Regions from separate parts of the Mus musculus genome. Here region 2 is linked to region 1. A link is a contact called in public promoter capture Hi-C data. All regions are on one chromosome and are shown on one strand. Each heading gives the region's core, a stretch centred on a gene start, on an enhancer-like site or on the middle of the called end of the contact. The rest is flanking DNA. Distances are from core to core; before and after follow the strand shown.

The links. Capture Hi-C pulls out chosen DNA fragments and counts their contacts.
Region 2: a promoter capture Hi-C map of pancreatic islet shows a contact between it and region 1. The contact joins two enhancer-like sites. A contact is called at or near these places in 3 of 15 datasets of contacts at CTCF or cohesin (CD8 T cells, the NIH/3T3 cell line and large pre-B cells), 2 of 115 datasets of contacts at active chromatin or transcription factors (double positive thymocytes and embryonic stem cells) and 3 of 9 other capture datasets (adipose tissue, liver and pancreatic islet).

The regions. Positions count from the first base shown.
Region 1 is chr8:111,490,149-111,494,543 of GRCm38.p6, forward strand. Wdr59 (WD repeat domain 59) reads right to left here. Exons shown (of 26, transcript NM_001170742.1): 8 at 4,100-4,216; 9 at 2,547-2,624; 10 at 144-300. Among named protein-coding and RNA genes, the nearest start is that of Wdr59, 30 kb to the right of the region's middle. Within about 2 kb of position 1,338, at least 22 of the 459 cell types and tissues checked have an H3K27ac peak or open chromatin away from gene starts, as enhancers often do. A contact at or near this core is called in pancreatic islet, where this site is marked.
Region 2 is chr8:111,593,441-111,597,897 of GRCm38.p6, forward strand. The region is part of intron 1 of Znrf1 (zinc and ring finger 1); the gene reads left to right. Among named protein-coding and RNA genes, the nearest start is that of Ldhd, 35 kb to the right of the region's middle. Within about 2 kb of position 2,196, at least 177 of the 459 cell types and tissues checked have an H3K27ac peak or open chromatin away from gene starts, as enhancers often do. A contact at or near this core is called in pancreatic islet, where this site is marked.

The DNA.
Region 1 (4,395 bases), core at 88-2,587:
CACAGCCCTCCCTCCCTGCCTGCCTTCCATTCCAGTCCCTAGAGCCAGCCCTGGTCTGCTAGTTCACTATGACAACATGACTGGCAGAGATGTCCAGCAGAGCTCAGGAGAAAATCAGAGCACAGCCCTCCCTACTCACTCACCTTCCTTCTGCCTCCTCCACTGGAACTCCAGCACCACGTCATCATGACCCACAAAGGTGTGAACTGGAGCGTTCAAGTCAGACGCGTTCCACAGGAGCAGGCTGTTCTCCCTCCGCAGCTGGGGAACCATCACGGTCACTAGCCCGTTGCTGAAAGGCTGCAGCCAGGAAGGGGAAGCTGGGCTTACTCCATGTGGAATCAGCCGAAACCAAACCAAAGCTGGAACTGTTCCTAACTAAATCAAGCTACATGATAGACACCAGGCATGGTGGCTCGGGCCTGTAATGCCAGCACTGAGAAAGCAGAGGCAAGAGAATTGCCACACCTTTGAGGCTAGCCTGGTCGACATCTCAAATTACAGGCCAGGATAGCCATGGCTACACAGGAAGAACCTATCCTTTTTTTGTTTTGTTTTAAGTTTACGAGACAGGGTCTTTCTGTGTAGCCCTGGCTGTCCTCAAACTCACTCTGTAGAGCAGGCTGGCCTCGAACTCAGAGATCCACCTGCCTCTGCCTTCTGAGTGCCAGGATTAAATGTGTGGCACCACTGCCCAGCTTAGAACCTATCTTTAAAAAAAAATTATGGAAAGCTCAAACTCATCTGGGGAAAATTTTGTCAAATATCATATGATGTCTATTACACACAGCCTCTATGGAACACAGCAAATGAAATATGAGGCTAAGCCAAATGCTTGGATAACTCTGGAAATTCTACCGTAAGCAAATGGTTCTTTCTGGTCCATGTCCTAGCTACTCTCCGTGAGTATGCAAAGCTGGCTGGGAAAATCTGCAGGCAGACGGGCCAGCAGAACACCATCCACATGAAACATCACCCTCTCACTGCCTCCGAGCAGCACGGAATCAAAGCAGAACTTAGTTACCCCAGGACTGCTGTTTGACTTAGTAAAACCCAGACTGCAGGGGAAATGAGGACCCGTTTGGTTTACAACCCGACTGTTATTGAAGGAAAAACACATAGTTACACAAGAGCACATCTATTTATCTTTCCGTCCCCTCCCCATAACACTCCCCAACCTTCCTGTTTATTTTTTAAAGCAAACATGAATGCAGAGATGTCAGCTCCTAAGAACTGCGTCTCATTTCTTGGCAAGTGATCCCAGATGCAAAACAACATAATGTCCAATTATCTTCTTTGCTTCCCAATGTCCCTGGGTGACAGCCTAATGCATAACTGCTGCTTTGTTCATCCCGGGGATTGCTTTCAAAGTGACATTACAGGAGATACACTTATCTCTGACTCACAGCCATCAACGTGCCATGGAAACATGGCTGGAGGCGGATAACCGGCTATTTGTACCATTCTGTGATTTACAAAGGACATTCATATACATTATTACCAATGGAAGGCAGATTGATATTCCAAATGCCATGAAACTGTCCACTTTAGAATGGCAAATATTATCACAATAGTAAAAGGAAGGTTGGAGGCCAGAACAGACAGCAGCAATTAAGATGCTGCTCTTCCAGAGAACCCAAGTTCCATTCCCAGCATCCACTGCAGGCAACCCACAACCTCCTCCAGCTCCAAGGGATATGACGCCCTCTTCTAACCTCTGTGAGTACCTGCACTCCCATGGTATGTACACACATATGAAAAAAATAACAATAAAATCTTTGAGCTGGGATGATGGCTCAGCAGTTAAGAATAATTGTTGCCCTTCCAGACAACCCAAGTTCCACTCCCAGCACCCATGTTGGCAGATTTGTAACTGCAGGTAACTCAGCTCCAGGGGCTCCAACACTCTCTTCTAGCCTATGGACACTGACATGCATGGTACACACACAGAGATAAATAAACACAAAATCCTTTTAAAAAATATAAAGGGCAGAGTGAAAAGTGTCCTTCAACTTTGCAACTGAAAAAAAACTACTACTTAAGATGAAGTATGTTGGGTGGTGGTGGCACATTCCTTTAATCCCAGCACTTGGGAGGCAGAGGCAGGCTGATTTCTGAGTTTGAGGCCAGCCTGGTCTACAAAATGAGTTCCAGGACAGCTGGGGCTATACAGAGAAACCCTGTCTCGAAAAAAGAAAAAAAAAAAAACAAAAAACAAAAAACAAACAAAAAAAAAAGAAGTATGTTTTCCAAGGCTACAAAAACATTAAGCTGGCCCCAAACCAGGTCCTCTGAGTCTACACCAGAGTTCTTTCTCCTATAGCTCAGCAGTGTCCGACTCTGGCCCCTCTCTCCATCCTACCCTGCTGAGCTACTTCCGTGACTAAGAACCTCCACACGCCTGCTTCTCTGTGGAGCACCTATTGAGCACCCCGGAGGCTAAGCACCTAAGGCCACTACTGTAAACCAAGACAGAAGGAGAAACTGCCTCACAAAGAAAGCAGAAAAACGCACACTCCAGACAAGAGGTTTAACAGCTCACTCACCGTGTATCTGGCTTTCCAGACAGGCACCTGGCAAGGGAGGATATTGAGGTATTTCCGAGGCTGGCGGTAATCCCAGAACTACAAGAAAGAACGTTTGAGAAATGATAAATGCCGGGTTTTTTTCTTTTAATTAGGTATTTTCCTCATTTACATTTGCCAATGCTATCCCAAAAGTCCCCCATACCCTCCCCCCCACTTCCCTACCCACCCATTCCCATTTTTTTTGGCCCTGGCGTTCCCCTGTACTGGGGCATATAAAGTTTGTATGTCCAATGAGCCTCTCTTTCCAGTGATGGCCGAAGAAATACTTCAATAGTGTGTTTTCAGTTCCTCCCCTATAACCACGGTACTGTCAGACACGCAGAGAGCCCTTCCATTTACACTAGTCAACATCGCATGAGGATTTCTAGACCTCAACAGGACACACAGGGCAGAGCAACTGCCTCTCAAATAACCACTGTAGCTAAAAGGTAAAATAACGGGTTTGATCCTACATTACATCTAAAAGCAATTTAACACTAGGCGACAACTCACGGCCATCAGACAGACATTTAAAACTTTTCTTTTTAATCTTACACAATCTTTACAACAAACATTGCAGGATGCTACTAATCTCTTTTCCAAATGCAGATTGGAGTATGTTCCTGTTTCCTGAGTTTGGGAGGTTAGGGACAGAAACCCAAATGAACAGACAAACAAGTCACTTGCCAACACAAGGCCAGGGGATTTACAAACCTCCAGAGAGAACGTTCAGTCCTTTACATAGAAAGGCTTGGGCTCAATTTTAGCTAACTGTACCAGAAAGAGTACTGCTATGTAAATCCAATTAAATATGATGATGATGATGATGAAGTCACAAAATTGCTAAGCCAACTTCTGTGGCCAAGTGCTGACCTGCAGGGATAGAGACTTGACCGAAGAAGGATGGTGGAGCAGAGATGACCCTGCCCCATCACCGCTTTGATCAAGGGTGCATAGCCTGATGCCACAGCTACAGAAAACAAGCAAAGAAGAAACACTGTCTAAGATAAATCAAAACTGGCAGGGCTCCTGAACATAAACTTTGAGCAGGTCTTAAGTTAGAGACTACTAGCAAAGCTCTATCCTGTCAATGCTAATGTGTGAGGACATAACTTTTACAGATATGATAATTTGATGAGGAACTGCTGGCTTGCCACCATGAACAGATAAAGGACAATCTTGGTGGCTTTAACCCTTGTGTGGGCCTCTTTACCTCTGTGTGTACTTCTGGCTTCCTTACAAATCCTTTTCAGGTAAACTTTTCTTTCCTAAATGCTTTCTGCCTCTGAGTTTCAGAGAGGGAAAGAAATCTGAACAGATTCAGAGGCTCATTAGTCTGCCGCTACACCATCGCATCTGCTGGTCAGCAGAGCCGGGCTGACACACTCAGGCCCCCAAGGAGCACATGCACTCACAACGCACATGGAGCATACAGCAAACTGCATGTTTCCTTCCAAAATGCTACCATGACCATGCATCCCTAACGTCCGTCACACAAAGCTCCTCCAACGGCCCCAGTGGGAACCACTCACCTTGACAGAGTTATCTTGACTGGAGGTGGCAAAGATGTGCTCACTGTCTGGGTGCCAGTCCAGGCCGTGGATCTTGGAGAGGTGGGCTGCTAGATATTCCACAGCTGTACTGGGTTTCTGCAGCACAATGACGCCATGTTTGTTGACTTTGAAAGAACACTATTGAATGGCTACCACAAAACGAACGGTGTACTGGGCACTGAGGGGACCCTAACAATCTCAGGACAGTTAAGCCTCAACCTTTCATAAGCTCTCTTTGTTCATAGCAAATAAACCCAACAACAGAAGACTTCCCC
Region 2 (4,457 bases), core at 946-3,445, 100 kb after region 1:
TTTTTTTAGACTGCCCTTCTTTTTAATGATGTCTTTCCTATATTACCACGATCCTAGCCCCAAAGTTCAGTGTAGCCCCACTCCTTGTGCTAGCACCTTGTCCTGGCCCTATTATAATTCAGGCAGTGAGGCGTGCTTTGCCTTTTAATTGTTTTCTTGTGCCCTATCAAGAGCTGGAGCTCCATAAAGCAGCTCTTTCCTCCCCTGTGTGCTGTTCAGTGTCTTTCCTTCCCTGAGTCTGGCATGTAGTAAGCTACAGTGGAGTGGAGAAAATGGACCTAGATTTTGGTGTCTGCATGCTAGAGACAGTGATCTGTGTACCAAACACATAGGAACTCCTGTAGCCAGTGAAGTGTTAAAACAGGATGCAACTTTGGATTGTCTTTTCTCTTCTATAGGTTAGAAATGTAAACATAACAGAGTCCTTTAACTGGAAGTAGATGGAAGTAGATGGCCCAGTGCGCAGCAGTCCTAGGCCCTCGTTGTGATGGGAGGAATTGCAGTGAAGAGGGCTGAAGGGGCTCCATCTGAGTCCCTCTGCTTTTACACTGAGATGCAGAAGCTATGTTAAGTCCAGTGATTGCCACATAAGCCACTAGTCACACCATTCCCGTGTGTGAACTGCAAGAAGACCACCTTGCTGTGACTTACAGGAAGAAGTGAGGCATCTTTTTTCAGTGCTCCTGACCCTACCCCTCAGATCCTATCTTGTTGGGTAAAAGAAAGTATTTTTTTAAATTGAGGGAGCTGTGAAGGTGGCTTAAGGGCCCACAGACACCAGAAGAGGGTGTCAGAGGCCCTGGAACTAGAGCTAGAGATGGCTGTGAGCTGCCATTCGGGTGCTGGGTATCAAACCCAGATCCTCTGTAAGAGCAGTGATCTTAGCCACTGTGTCATCTCTCCAGCCCCCAAGACTTAAAATAGTTGTGTATAGATGCATTTTTATTTCCTTCCTGCCTGCCTTCCTTCCTCCCTCCCTCTCCCCCCCCCTGTGTGTGTGTGTGTGTGTGTGTGTGTGTGTGTGTGTGTGTGTGAGAGAGAGAGAGAGAGAGAGAGAGAGAGAGAGAGAGAGAGAGAGTTCTTGTTCCTTGGCCTTTGTTTTTAGATCTGCCACTGTATGTGTATTGAGTCCATTGTTTGTGTCTGCTTGCTTGGGAACTCTTGTACTGTCTCAGTGTGCATGTTCTCTGTTGCACCAACCATGGTCTCCCATGGTGCTGTTCTGGGATGTCCTACAGTGTGCTGTGACAAACATCCACTGTGTCTGAGAAATAACCCAGAAGTGACGTTGCTAGGTCATATAGACCTTTGTGGGACCTCTTCTAAGGACTCAGATGTCACTGTGTCCCATTTCCCCCTGGTTTCCTGTATGGTTACTTCAGATGTCCCAACTTTACCCTAGATCTGGAATTTTGCAGTGATAGCAAGAAAGGCTGGGATTTTATTCTCTTGTAGGTTTTACTGTTTTGACCTACTTTGAACTGTTCAAATGCCCGCTGTTCCTTCTGTTAATTGTAGAGATTCACTCTCCTGTCCTGAGTTTGTAACTTGTTTCTGAGTCCTGTATGGAGGCAGTAGGTACAGTGGCCAAATATAGAGTGAACATGCTGATCTGGGCACACACTTGGCTTCTGTCTGCGTGTGCCAGTCTCGTCCATAAGCTGGAAACAGGCAGACAGGCCACAGGATGGGTATCAAGAGTCTACATGCCAGCATACACCAAATCTGCCCATTCTTTCCTTCCTGCTGGGAGACAAGAACAGCACAGCATGACTATCTAGAAGAAAGAGCACAATGCTCTAAGTTTAATGGAACATTTATGGTGGACTCATGTCTAGGATTTACTTCAAAATAATCTGGGGCAGGGAAAGTAGCTATGGTGAACAGTGTAAAATTTGCCATCCAGATTTAGACACATCTAAGACTAAAGGAGAGAACTATTCATTGCACTAGGATAGCAATCCATAACCAGATTGTCCTAGCAAACCAAGATATGTATACCTCAGGCAAGCATGAGATGGGCCTGTCCCGGAGTTGGTCATTGTTGAGGCTAGGCGGCTAGTACTTGGAAGCTCATTCTATTTTTTGTTTGAAGATTTCCATAATAGAAGAGATTTCTAAGATATTTTTTAGACTGCCACAGTGGCTGTAGTCCCCCCAAAGGAGCTATGGAGATTGTGAAGCTGGGGATTTAGCCCAATGGGAGAGCATTTTCTATACACAAGGCTCTGGGTTTGATACCTATATCTTCTCTCACCACCCCCACTCCGTTCCCCTTTCAACCTCCAAAAATAGTCCCTTTTGCTCTGAAAGTGGTTGTTGGGACCCTTGCCAGCCCATTAAGAGTAGTAAGCTTAGGTCATCTCTGCTGGCTGCACCCTGGGCACCTCTAGAAGGGCCCCTCCACCTGCTCTTGTTGACAGGAAGAATGAGAGGCTGCAGGTTGCTCTAGCCTAATGGGATTGGTTCAGCCTGCCCGGGGACCAACCGCAACAGTTCCCTTCACAAACACACCACTGTCTGGTAGAGATCTGTACACAGGCACATGCGATTGTTATCTGTGGCAGGCAGGAAGCAGTCTGCAGACAGCGGGCTCTTAACCGACATTCTGCGGCGCGCGCACTTCCCTGTCCTACTTACCCCTCGCCCTGGTTTCAGCAGTTGCTGGAACTGAGAAGTTGAAGGCAGCCTCTGCCGGGGTAAACTCCAGCAGTGGGTGCACATACCTGTAGTTGGTTAGCTCTGTGCAGTAGTACACGGTTGGTCCTCCTTCATACGGTTCCATGAGAACTTGGCGTAGTGCTTCTGGAAACGGATGGATCCTGAGCCCATCCCAAGAGTCCCAAGAATCTATGTATAAGGTCTATTCACCAGATAAGCCTAATCCACTGTGGACATTTCTGTTCAGTTCCCTAAGGACACCCATTGATTCACCAAGAGTAGAAATTATATTTAATTCTCTGCTGTGTATCCTACTGTTCAATATAGAGTAAATGTGAATGGACAGACTGACTGATTTAATGCCCATCCTGAGTTTGGCCAGCAGTTATGTTTTCATTGGTACCTAGAGAATAGAATGTACTCTGTGGGTGTAAAGATTATACTCCAAGTCCTCTCTGGAATCCCGTCATCTGGTGTGGTGTAAGCGGTGGGGTCTGTGGGAGGTGCTTGGCTTTAGATAAGGTTGTTACAATGGAGTCTTGATCATGGAGTTGTGCTTTTAGACGAGACAGAGTCACCAGCACTCTCTACCATGTTAGGACACAACAAGAAGGCTGTTGCCTACAGGCCAGGAGTAAAACACTACATCTGCTAGCACCTTGTATCTTTGGCTTGAAAGTCAATAGAACTGTGAGAAATAAATATTTGCTCTTTAAGCTACTGGTGGTCCACAGTATTTAGTCATAGCAACCCAAATGGACTGCGAGAGCCCAGATAATTTTCAGCAGGACCAAAGAATCCCAATTATTCCGCTTTGCCTTCTTTTCTGAGACAGGGTCTCACTCTGTAACCCTGTCTGACCTGGAACTTGCCTTAGCCTCAAGTACTGGGATTAAAGGCGTACAGCCTCGAGTCGGGAGGTGATGTGCCTGATGCTGGCTTCATTTCTCTTGAACAGAGAGAAAGCATCTGAGCACTGGTGCTGAGTCGAGATCTGTCTGTCTGTCTGGATGGGTGCTTTTTAATTCTTGCCACATATTTCAATAAGCAGTATTTGTCAATATTTATGTTTCTGAAGCCAATCTTCTGGGAAATTGGTGTGCTGACTGGAAATAAGGAAATGTTAAAACCAATATAAAAATAGTCCTCAAGGCAAAATGTCAAAGTGAAGAAGGAGTTTGCAGTTTGTGGTTCTCTCATCTCATAGGCATTTATGAGGGAAAGGTCCAGAACACAGACTGCATAGGACATAATTTGTCTGCTGCCTTGTGCTTGTCCGTGATGTAACTTTCTGTTACAGATTGCTTGCTTTCAGTAGGAGGGCCTTGGCTTTCTTAACCTTGGCTCTGTTGTCACAGGAAAGATTTATGAGGTATCCTCATGTTCCCACTAACATGTTGGAGTCTTTTCCACCAGTCTCCTTATTCCCACCCTCAACTTCCTCATTCTTATCTCCCAGAGTCAAGTAATCTGAGCCAGAGGAGAAACAATGAATACTATGCCTTGCACACCCTGGTAGAGATCATGTGCTATTTTAGGGATCTTAGAATTGGAGGCTCTTTTTGTTTGTGCTATACCCAGGGACTCTCTAGGAAATTTCTTTTGACCCTTTAGTCAATACCTCAAAAAACACTAGGATATTTCCATGTAGCTGTGGGTGACAGGAAAGCAATAAGGCTGTGAGGCTGGCACTCCCTCCCTCTTCCATCCTGTGTTTTTCTCTTTAGGTGCCATTTCAAAACCCAGTGTGGCCTTGGGAACTATATCCTGAGTGTCTGCCTCCATGTACTCCAGGG